Regions from separate parts of the Canis lupus genome. Here region 1 is linked to region 2. A link is a contact called in public Hi-C data. All regions are on one chromosome and are shown on one strand. The core of a region is the stretch at or near the end of the contact, and the rest is flanking DNA. Distances in the headings are between cores, read along the strand shown.

What was found. A called contact is a pair of places that touch in the nucleus more often than the background predicts.
Region 1: a contact with region 2 is called in a Hi-C map of blood, with 2.9 times the contacts expected there. The contact joins the promoter of GPR3 here to the promoter of IFI6 in region 2. A contact is called at or near these places in 3 of 9 Hi-C or Micro-C datasets (amygdala and blood).

Annotation. Positions count from the first base shown.
Region 1 is chr2:72,277,882-72,282,889 of UU_Cfam_GSD_1.0, reverse strand. It overlaps GPR3 (G-protein coupled receptor 3), which reads left to right and starts at 2,358. Exons shown (of 2, transcript XM_038529641.1): 1 at 2,358-2,479; 2 at 3,547-5,008. The coding sequence starts at 3,555. The coding sequence ends at 4,544. It overlaps LOC111093304 (a long non-coding RNA gene), which reads left to right. Exons shown (of 3, transcript XR_005355923.1): 3 at 762-2,192.
Region 2 is chr2:72,031,472-72,036,748 of UU_Cfam_GSD_1.0, reverse strand. IFI6 (interferon alpha-inducible protein 6) reads right to left here and starts at 2,284. Exons shown (of 5, transcript XM_038531397.1): 1 at 2,146-2,284; 2 at 461-561; 3 at 54-140. The coding sequence starts at 530.

The DNA of each region.
Region 1 (5,008 bases), core at 1,109-3,608, 250 kb before region 2:
CAGGTGCTGTAGTAGCACAGAATGGAACAAAGTCTCAACCCTCTCAGAGCTTATATTCCGGTGGGGCTGATCCATAGTAAAAAAAGAAAATACATGAAGAAACATATAATTGGAGGAGTGCTAAGCGCTCTGAAAAATAATACATGGAGGAAAGGGGGGGAGAGAGGGATGGAGGGGCGGGGTCACTAGGATAGAGGAAGGGTAGCCTACTGTGGAAGTGATGAAGACAAAGGCCTTGGGATCCCTGGGTGGCGCAGCGGTTTGGCGCTTGCCTTTGGCCCAGGGCGCGATCCTGGAGACCCGGGATCGAGTCCCATGTCGGGCTCCCGGTGCATGGAGCCTGCTTCTCCCTCTGCCTGTGTCTGTGCCTCTCTCTCTCTCTCTCTCTCTCTCTCTGTGTGTGTGACTATCATAAAAAAAAATAAAATAAAAAAGAAGATAAATTATTTAAAAAAAAAAAAAAAGGACAAAGGCCTGAATGAAGGGAAATGGGTTCCAGGCAGAGGGAAGCCCAGGACCCTTTGCAAGGACACACTCACCCACAGTCCCTGCCTTCGATGACAGTGTTCCCTGGGGCTTTTCTTCCCATGCTCTGCTCCCTCCCGAGTAATATCATCTACCCCTAGAAACTCAATTACTACCTGCACACCTATGCCTCCCTGGTGTCATCCTCCTGCCAGATAGACACAGCCAGTGCTGATAACGTGCCAGGCCCTACCAACAATCCTGAGGCAGACACTAACATTATCCCTATCTTACAGATGAGAAAACAGGCACAAAGAGCTGAAGAAATTCACCCGAAGTCACACAGTGAGGAAATGGAGGGTTTCATCACCTCCATCCTGAAACACATCATTTTCCCCAGCCCCTACCCTCTCCTCTTCCTCCCTTGTACCCTGCCACTGGCCTGTCACCTCCTTCCCCCTCCCCACACCTACTGAGGGGACCACAGTGGTGCTGTGCTGGGGGGAGAAGTCAGTGCGGCCTGGGATCTGAGCCCCTCTGGTTTCCTTAATCCCTAACCTGGTCCCTGCCCTCCACCCCCCATCCCAGAGACCTGGATGATTCCTTTGAGGATCAAAGCTAGAGACAGAGGAAAGAGAAGCAGCCAGTTCCTGTCCCCCTGGGCATATCTGTCACCTCTGGAAAAGTCAGCTGGGGTGGTGTATGTCCCTGCTACATAGGACAGGCAGGGCTGGGGAAGATGGAGCTCCTTCTCCTTGCCCCACCCTGTCAGATGCCTAAGATGGGAGGTTGAGAGGGGCCTGCCCTGGGGACTGCGCTGCCAGGTTTTCTGCTTCCAAGTTCTTCCCGGCTCCCCCTCCCCTGCTGCTTCGGGGAAGTGCCCCCTCCACCACCACCACCACCACTATCCTGCTGGCTTTCCAGATCTTTGAATAAATAATTCAGGTTTTGAAATCTTGCCAGGCCCACCCCTCCCGTGCTGAGAGGGCGCTATTGGGCGGACATGAGTGACGTCACCCAGCTCCTTACCCCAGGCCCAGCATCACGAGGACCTGCCCTGGCAGCAGCTCACCTGCCTGGCCACTGTCAGTCCAGACCCTCTACCCTGTCCCTCTCACCCTGGGGCTCATTCAAAACAGTCACCCAGTATCTTCATTCTAGGACCTTACAATCCTTTACACTTTGTTTTGTCACCTCAGTACCTCAGTGACAGGGTCAGGGTGACCTGAGGTCCTATCATCTGGACACTCCACCTTCCCTTTCCCTCGGCAGTGTCTCTGCCCCATGGGATCCCTGAGCCCCATCATGTCACAGTCACCCTGACACTGCTATAGTTGCCCTGGGGGCTTCCTTTTCTATGCATGGCAGCGTCCCTTGGCCACCATCCCCCAAGATCCTGTCACCATGCTCATACTGTCACTGCCACCCACTTCCCTGCTCCCTCGTGCTGCTGTCACCACCACCTCAGGGCCCCATCATCTTGGCAACCCCCGTCATCCTCACTGAGGACGCTCATTCAGCCTCATCACTCGGTCTCCGTCACCCGAATTCCGTCCGTCCCTGCCATCTGAGGGTCCCATCACCCCACAGCCTTTCGGGGTCCCCTATCTGCTTCCCCTTGCATATTCCCTACAACCTCCCCGGGACTTTTCCAAGGCTCTCCCACCTGCGCCCCCCGAAATCCCGGCCCGCAGAGGGCGCCGCGTCAAGGACAGCGCGGGCCGAGTGGGGAGGGGCGGGGCCGCGGCCACGATCGCTTTTTATGAATGGGGGAGCGGGCGGTGCGAGGCCTCATTACTATGCCGCGCAACGCGCGCTGCGCCCCGGCGCGACGCACCCATTGGCCGGCCGGGCCGCTGACGTCACCGGTCCGGTGGCCGGGGGCGGGGCGGGGCGGGGTGACTCACGCCGCTTCTCCCGCGGCCGCGGGGGCTTCTCCGGGTCCGCGCAAACCCTGCGCCGCCGGGACCCGAGCAGAATCTCCCCGCGGCCCGGCCGCACCAGGTCCTGAGAGGTGAGTAGCGGGCCCCGCCGCAGCCACCAGGCATCTGGAAGGGCACGTAGGATGCTGGGGTGCTGGGCCAGCGGACAGGCTCCCAGCGGCTGGCAGAGGTCGGAGGTCGAGGCTGGGAACCCAGAATCTGGGCTAGCAGGCGGGGACCCAGTGTCCGGGTGCTGAGAGCCGTCAGCTGGGTGACCCCTCTTGGGGTGCGCACTCCTCCAAGGCCCAAGGCCCTGGAGGGAATGATGGTCCTCTGCGATTGGGCTGGCAGGAGGCATGTGAGTCAGGGACCCAGGCGTCCGAGCAGGTGTCTGACTTAGGGATCCAGACATACGGGCAGGAGGCCGAGTCAGGCCCAGGATCCAGGTGTCGGGGCAGGAGGGGTCTGACTCAGGGATCCGGGCCTCCAGCAGAGGGTGTCTGTTCCAAAGACCCAGAGGTTGAGGCAGGAAGAGGGGTCTGGCGGGGACAGAAGTCTGGGCCGGTGTGAGTTGGGGGTGGGGCCGAGTTCCTAGGTGGTGTTACCCTGGGAGTGCAGGGTGGGGGCTGGCGGGACCTTCACGCGCCTTCCCTGGGGGCGGAGCCTCGCGGGCGGAACGGAGAATCGTGAGGGGTCTGGAAAGCCTCAGAAACTGAGCGTCATCCTCCCTGATGGGGAGGGAACAGAGCTCAGTCTAGAGATGCGTTTCCCTTCCCCAGTCCCGGGCCTACCTGGCGTCTCCTGGATCCCGTGGGCCCTCATCCACTTACGGGAGTCCTTCATCTGGTTCTCAGCTGGCCAGGCACGTGGGAGAAAGAGGCCTGGAGGACCCAGGGAGTTGGAGAGAGACTGAAGAGACCCAGGACAGTGATAGGAAAATAGGCCCCTGCTGGACTGGGGGCTGGGGGTGGGGGCAGGGGGAGACAGGTATGTCCCAGAAGCAGCCCTGGGGTGTGGCTGGGGGGTACAAGGCCTTGGGACTCAGCTGGGTATCCGGAGGAGACACTCTCACAATGTATCCTGAGTGGCACCTTGTCCCCTACAGACCCCTTTGTAGCACCCAGCCCTGCCAGCTTCTCACAGGGCCTTTCTCCCACAGGTACCACCATGTGGGGTGCAGGCAGCCCCCTGGCTTGGCTCTCCGCTGGCTCAGGCAACGTGAATGTGAGCAGCGTGGGCTCAGCAGAGGGGCCCACAGGCCCAGGCGCACCGCTGCCCTCACCCAGAGCCTGGGATGTGGTGCTGTGCATCTCGGGCACCCTGGTGTCCTGTGAGAATGCGCTCGTGGTGGCCATCATTGTGGGCACTCCCACCTTCCGTGCCCCCATGTTCCTGCTGGTGGGCAGCCTGGCTGTGGCCGACCTGCTGGCCGGCCTGGGCCTGGTTCTGCACTTTGCTGCTGTGTTCTGCATTGGCTCGGCGGAGATGAGCCTGGTGCTGGTTGGCGTGCTGGCGATGGCCTTTACTGCCAGCGTGGGCAGCCTACTGGCCATCACCGTCGATCGCTACCTTTCTTTGTACAATGCCCTCACCTACTATTCAGAGACAACGGTGACTCGGACCTATGTGATGCTGGCCCTCGTGTGGGGTGGCGCACTGGGCCTGGGGCTGCTGCCCGTGCTGGCCTGGAACTGTCTGGATGCGAGGGCCACATGTGGCGTGGTGTATCCACTCTCCAAGAACCATCTGGTGGTCCTGGCCATTGCCTTCTTCATGGTGTTTGGCATCATGTTGCAGCTCTATGCCCAGATCTGCCGCATCGTCTGCCGCCATGCCCAGCAGATTGCCCTCCAGCGGCATCTGCTGCCCGCCTCCCACTATGTGGCCACCCGAAAGGGCATCGCCACGCTGGCCGTGGTGCTTGGCGCCTTTGCCGCCTGTTGGCTGCCCTTCACTGTCTACTGCCTGCTGGGAGATGCCCACTCTCCATCTCTCTACACCTATCTCACTCTGCTCCCTGCGACCTATAACTCCATGATCAACCCCATCATCTACGCCTTCCGCAACCAGGATGTGCAGAAAGTGCTGTGGGCCATCTGCTGCTGTTGTTCCTCTTCCAAGATCCCCTTCCGGTCTCGTTCCCCCAGTGATGTCTAGTCATATCCTGGTGACCCTTCAGCCCTGATCACTACAGAATTCCAGAATGTTAGGTTCTCCAGGGCTTTGTTCCAACGCCCCCCCACCCCACTCTCCCAGCTCCACACCCCCAAGACCCAGCTGGTTCTGGAGTTCTAGGAAATTGGGTGTTTCATAGGATTCTGTCCAGATCCCTACAGGGCCCAGCTGGCTCCATGGTTCTAGAACGTTCTGGTGGCCAGGGTTCCACTCAGAAATGTCCCACAGCCCAGCTGGCTTGGAATTCCAGAATGCTGGTGGGTGTTTTACAGTGCCATTCCAAGTCCCTGATCTTCCCCTCCCTTGACCTTAATCATGTCACTTTACTTTTGAGTTTCTGAACTAAAGAGTCAGAGAGGTTAGTCACTCAGTTGCCTAGATAAGAGAAAGAGAGAAAAATGTATCTATATATATGTGCACATACAAAAAGAGTACCTATTTATAAT
Region 2 (5,277 bases), core at 1,035-3,534:
CACCCGCAGGGGGCGCCCGCCCCCCTCCCCAGCCGGCCGCCCTCCCGACCCACCTCCTCCGACGGCCGTGTAGGTCAGCGCTCTCAGGAACCCGGAGCCTCCGCCTTCCGAGCCATATTCCTTGTCTTTTTTTCTTTTGCCTATCGGGAGGGGACAGCGGGGTCCTCTGTGCCTGCTGCTCAGGACCAGCCCCAACCTCCCATTTCGGGGAGCCTTGCTGCAGGGAAGAGGCTTCACCCGCGGCGCCGCGCCTGGCACGTAAATGCACAGAGCACATTTCGGTGGGATGGAGGGATGGACGTGTAGGGATTCGAATCCGGGACTCTGGCCACAGCGACCCGGGGCTGTGCACTAGAATAGCCCTTCCCGTGTTGGAACCAGGGACCCGAGACCCTCTGTCGGGATTCCGAAACTCTCGGCTTCTTTATCCCGCAGCCCTCGGGTGTGCGCGGATCCCTACCTGCGTCCACCCCGCCGCAGGCGAAGAGTAGCAGGTAGCACAGGAAGAGCGACACCGCCTTCTGCCGCATGGTGGCGCCGCGCGCAGGCTCGGCCACAAGCCTAGAGAAGGGGGAGAGGGAGATGGTCCCCAGTGCCCTTTGGGACGCGCTCGGCAAGAACGAGGTGCTCCGGATGGAGCCCGGGATCCTTCTAAGGAGCCGGGGGCTTTCAGTTTCAGCGTGGCAACAACAGTCACACAGCAAATTGTGCAGCCTAGACACACACTCAACACTGTCAGATTCAAACCTTAGGCTCTTGGGGATCCCTGGGTGGCTCAGCGGTTTAGCGCCTGCCTTTGGCCCAGGGTGTGATCCCGGGAGGGATGGAGTCCCGGGATCGAGTCCCACATCGGGCTCCCTGCATGGAGCCTGCTTCTCCCTCTGCCTGTGTCTCTGCCTCTCTGTGTGTGTGTGTGTCTCTCATGAATGAATAAATAAGTCTTTAAAAACAAAACAAAAAAACACCTTATGCTCTTAATGTTATAGCACAGAATAGGAAAATACATATGCCCCCAAACTTACCTCTGATGTGATCTTTGTCAGCTCAAGGCATTTTCCTTGAATTAAAAACAAATAATCTCCCACATATTGAGGACTTAGCACTTTATGGCACAAGGTTACTTATAACAACTCCATGGGGTATGTACCATTGTTCTCAACCATGTGTTATAGATAAGGAAGGTGAAACTGGGGGAGGTCAAGTAATATTCCTAAGATTGCCCAGCAAGGAAGTCTCAGTCAGGATTTAAACCCACAGTTAACTGATGCCCAAACCCACACTTCTAACAACCACTCCAGATAACTTTATCCCCAAAGATGAATTCACTGTCACATCAGATCCTACATTAAAGGGGTTACAGGGATCCCTGGGTGGCACAGCGGTTTGGCGCCTGCCTTTGGCCCAGGGCTGGATCCTGGAGACCCGGGATCGAATCCCACGTCGGGCTCCCAGTGCATGGAGCCTGCTTCTCCCTCTGCCTATGTCTCTGCCTCTCTCTCTCTCTCTGTGTGTGACTATCATAAATAAATAAATAAATAAATTTATAAAAAAAAAATAAAGGGGTTACAGAAACCGTCCAGTCCTATAGGCAGGTAAGGTAGCTTGGGCTCCATTTTACAGATGACAAACTAAAGCCCAAAGAAATGAAGTGCCACGGTTAAGGCCACAGATTGCTGAGTTGGCACCTATAAACTAAGTTTCATGCCTTTTGGAGTTTTATACCACAAGCCCCTAAAAACCCCAACGCATCTCCTTGGATCAGTCTTAGCTCATGACACTACAAGGGACAAGGCATACCCTCCCTGAGGAATGGGTATCCTGGTTCTCGAGGTATGAGGCCCTGGCAAAGGTTGGCAGCTTGACATCCATTCTCCCTAGCTCCCTTTTTTTTTTTTTTTCAAAGATTTATTTATTTATTTGGGACACACAGAGAGAGACAGACAGACAGAGAGAATAAGTGGTGGGGAGGAGCAGAGGAAGAGAGAGAAGCAGATTCCCTGCTGAACAGGGACCCCCCCCCCCCCCCAGTGCGGGGATGCAGGGTGGGGGCTCGATCCCAGGACCCTGAGATCATGACCTGAGCTGAAGTCAGACACTTAACTGACTGAGCCACCCAGACACCCCTCCCCTAGCTTCTGAGATTACCTTGGAGGAGGGGAGAAGAGGACTCTTCCTTCCAGGAGCCTGATGTTAGATGGGAACAGCAGTGAGGTACAGTGAGGTAGCAGCTCTCTGGCTGCAGGCTGGTTTTATGTAATCACATTTGGACTGCCTCCTCTCCTCCCCCAGGCCACCAACCAATCCTAGTCTGAGTTTTCATTTACTACACTCATCCTGTGTTTTCTTTTCCCTTTCCCTTTCCTTCCACCCGGCTCACTGACAGCATCTCTGCCTAATCCACTGGCAGAAACCTGTAATTGAAGCCAGGGACTTTCTTTTCTTTTCTTTTTTTAAAAATTTTTATTTATTTATGATAGTCACAGAGAGAGAGAGAGAGAGAGAGAGAGAGAGAGAGAAGCAGGCTCCATGCACCAGGAGCCCGACGTGGGATTCAATCCCGGGTCTCCAGGATTGCGCCTTGGGCCAAAGGCAGGCGCTAAACCGCTGCGCCACCCAGGGATCCCCAGAAACATGTAATTGAAGCCAGGGACTTTCTGAACAGCTCAGAGTATTTCAAGCAGACCATGCTAGAGTAGGGATCCACGGCCCTGCTGGGTTTAGTGAAGCCCCACCACCAGCTCCTCTTGGGATGCAGAGGACTTTCACAATTCCATTCATAATAATGCCTCCCATTTATTGAATACTTTCTGCATACCAGGGCCTGTGTAAAATACTCTATATACATGATGTCTTTCCTGTCCCACAACAGTCCTGTGAAGTATCATCTATTGTTTATAATTCTACAGAGGAGATGAAAGCTTGTGGAAATGAAGCTCATTCAATTCCATGTGTTCTCAGGCTGGCTCCTTCTGGGTGATAGGCATCTGGTAAGACCAGTGAAGCCTATATGCATGACACCGTTGGCACACAGGTCCTCTGATCCTGGTAATGGATTGAGTATTCTTTAAACTTTTGGATAGTAATGCTTGCAGACACACTATGGGTAAGAAATACAACCGGTGTTTGGAGTACATAACAATTCCAATGAGGATGAATCATTGCCTTTTCCAAAGTGGAAGGGGGCTGACATAATTGATCTGCCACCAAGTGGCTGGCTGTTGTTCTCTCTGACCTATGTTGCAATACTGAAGCCTACTGCCCGCTGGTTGGCTATATTGGCAGTTGCTGGATTAACTTTGGTGAGAGGGAGTCAAGTTGCAGTGTCCCCTCATAGCCTCCATCTTTGCTACCATGGCCATTCTTTTATGGATCTTTCACAAAGCAATAGAGTTGCTAAGTTAGAGCCTGGTTGACATCCACAATACAGGACAAATGACCATCTGGCTGGACAAACTCCTCTGCAGTAGGTAGTCTCTGGTAAGTCGTTTTTTTTTTTTGTTTGTTTGTTTTTTTTAAGATTTATTTATTTGTTTGTTTATTATTTAATTATTTATTTATGAGAGACACACACAGAGAGAGGCAGAGACATAGAGGGAGAAGCAGGCTTCCTGTGGGGAGCCTGATGTGGGACTCCATCCCGGAACTCCGGGAGTGTCCCTCTGGTGAGTGTTAACATGAGACACAAAGATCCTCATGCCTAATGCCTACTCCTACCTATGCTCCCTATCCAGATATGCTTTTCTTTAAAATTCAAATCTTGCTCTTTCCAAGCCATTTGCCACTTTTAGGAATTAGTGTCTGTCTACACCTCAATTTGTCTCTTGCAAAAGGAGACAAGAGAGCACGCTGCTCATGGTTCTGCGCCTGAGTTTACACTGCCCAAGGCTACCCAACTGGGGCTATAGTAGAGTAGTCCATTTCCAGCTAGTGCCAAAATATCATACTGACCTGTCTGTGAAATGGATTTGACTCCTTTCCTTTTCTATAAATCGATTGCAGGGAATCCTTCATGAGACCATAGGTATGAGTTACAGGAGTGATGTCAGATCAACAGAGATACAATGGGAGTCTGAGCTTCCTGTTCATTTACTTCTGCCTTCTGAATCCTGTGGGTCCAGCCCTGAATATAACACTTCCATCATATTGGATTGCTGCTATTCCTGTCTGATAACATCTAGCTTAAGACATTTAAGTCACCTGGCATCTGGTGGTCACAGTGGGGCCTAGTTTCACATCAGGACTTTTTTGTTTAAATGGACCATGGTTGGGATCCTTGGGTGGCTCAGCGGTTTAGCACCTGCCTTTGGCCCAGGGCATGATCCTGGAGTCTCGGGATGGAGTCCCACACCAGGCTCCCTCCATGGGGCCTGCTTCTTCCTCTGCCTGTCTCTTTCTCTCTCTCTGATTAATAAATAAAATCTTTTAAAAAAATGGACCATGGTGAGTATATCCTTGCTGTAGATCTCAGGGGTCCTCACTGAAACTCTCCTTTTTGAGCTTCCATAGGCTCCCTACAGAAACTTTATCCATCACAGATGCCTCCAGCCACATTCAGGATCATTTCATCCACCGGATTTGGGCTAAACTCCATCTATTACCTGACCTCCATTAGTCCCTACTCTAACCAGAAAGCTGTCAGTATTTTGTGTCTCTTACTTTCTGTGTCAGCTCAGACTCCATGTCTTTAACAGTCTATGAAAATCTTGAATAGTCTTCTCTTTCCAATGCACAGTTACCCAAGCAAATGTCAGCAGATCCCTTTGGGGAAGGATTGGAGGGACATTTACTACTGTAGCGATGATAGCATTCACTGCAGAGTTGTTCCTTAATGGGGCATGGCCTCTCCTGTTTTCAAGTGTTCTGGTTATGTGAACTTAGATCTAGGATCTGGATGAGAGATTGTGATTTTTCCATTTGCGGCAGCTAATGTCAGTCTTCTGCTTATCACCTCTGAGTTTTTTTTTAATATAAAAATTGAGAGGAGCAACTGGCTGGCTTAATCTATAGAGCATGTGACTCTTGATCCCAGGGTTATAAGTTCAAGCCCCATATTGGGTATAGATATTACTTAAAAATAAAATCTTTTAGGCTTTTTAAAAAATTTTTTTAAAGATTTATTTTATTTATTTATTTTAGAGAGAAAGAGAGAGCGCATGCTGTCCATGAGAGTAGAGGGAGGGACAGAGGGAGAAAATCTCAAGCAGATTCCACATTGAGTGTACAGCCTGATATGGGACTTGATCTCACAACCCTGAGATCTTGACCTGAGTTGAAATC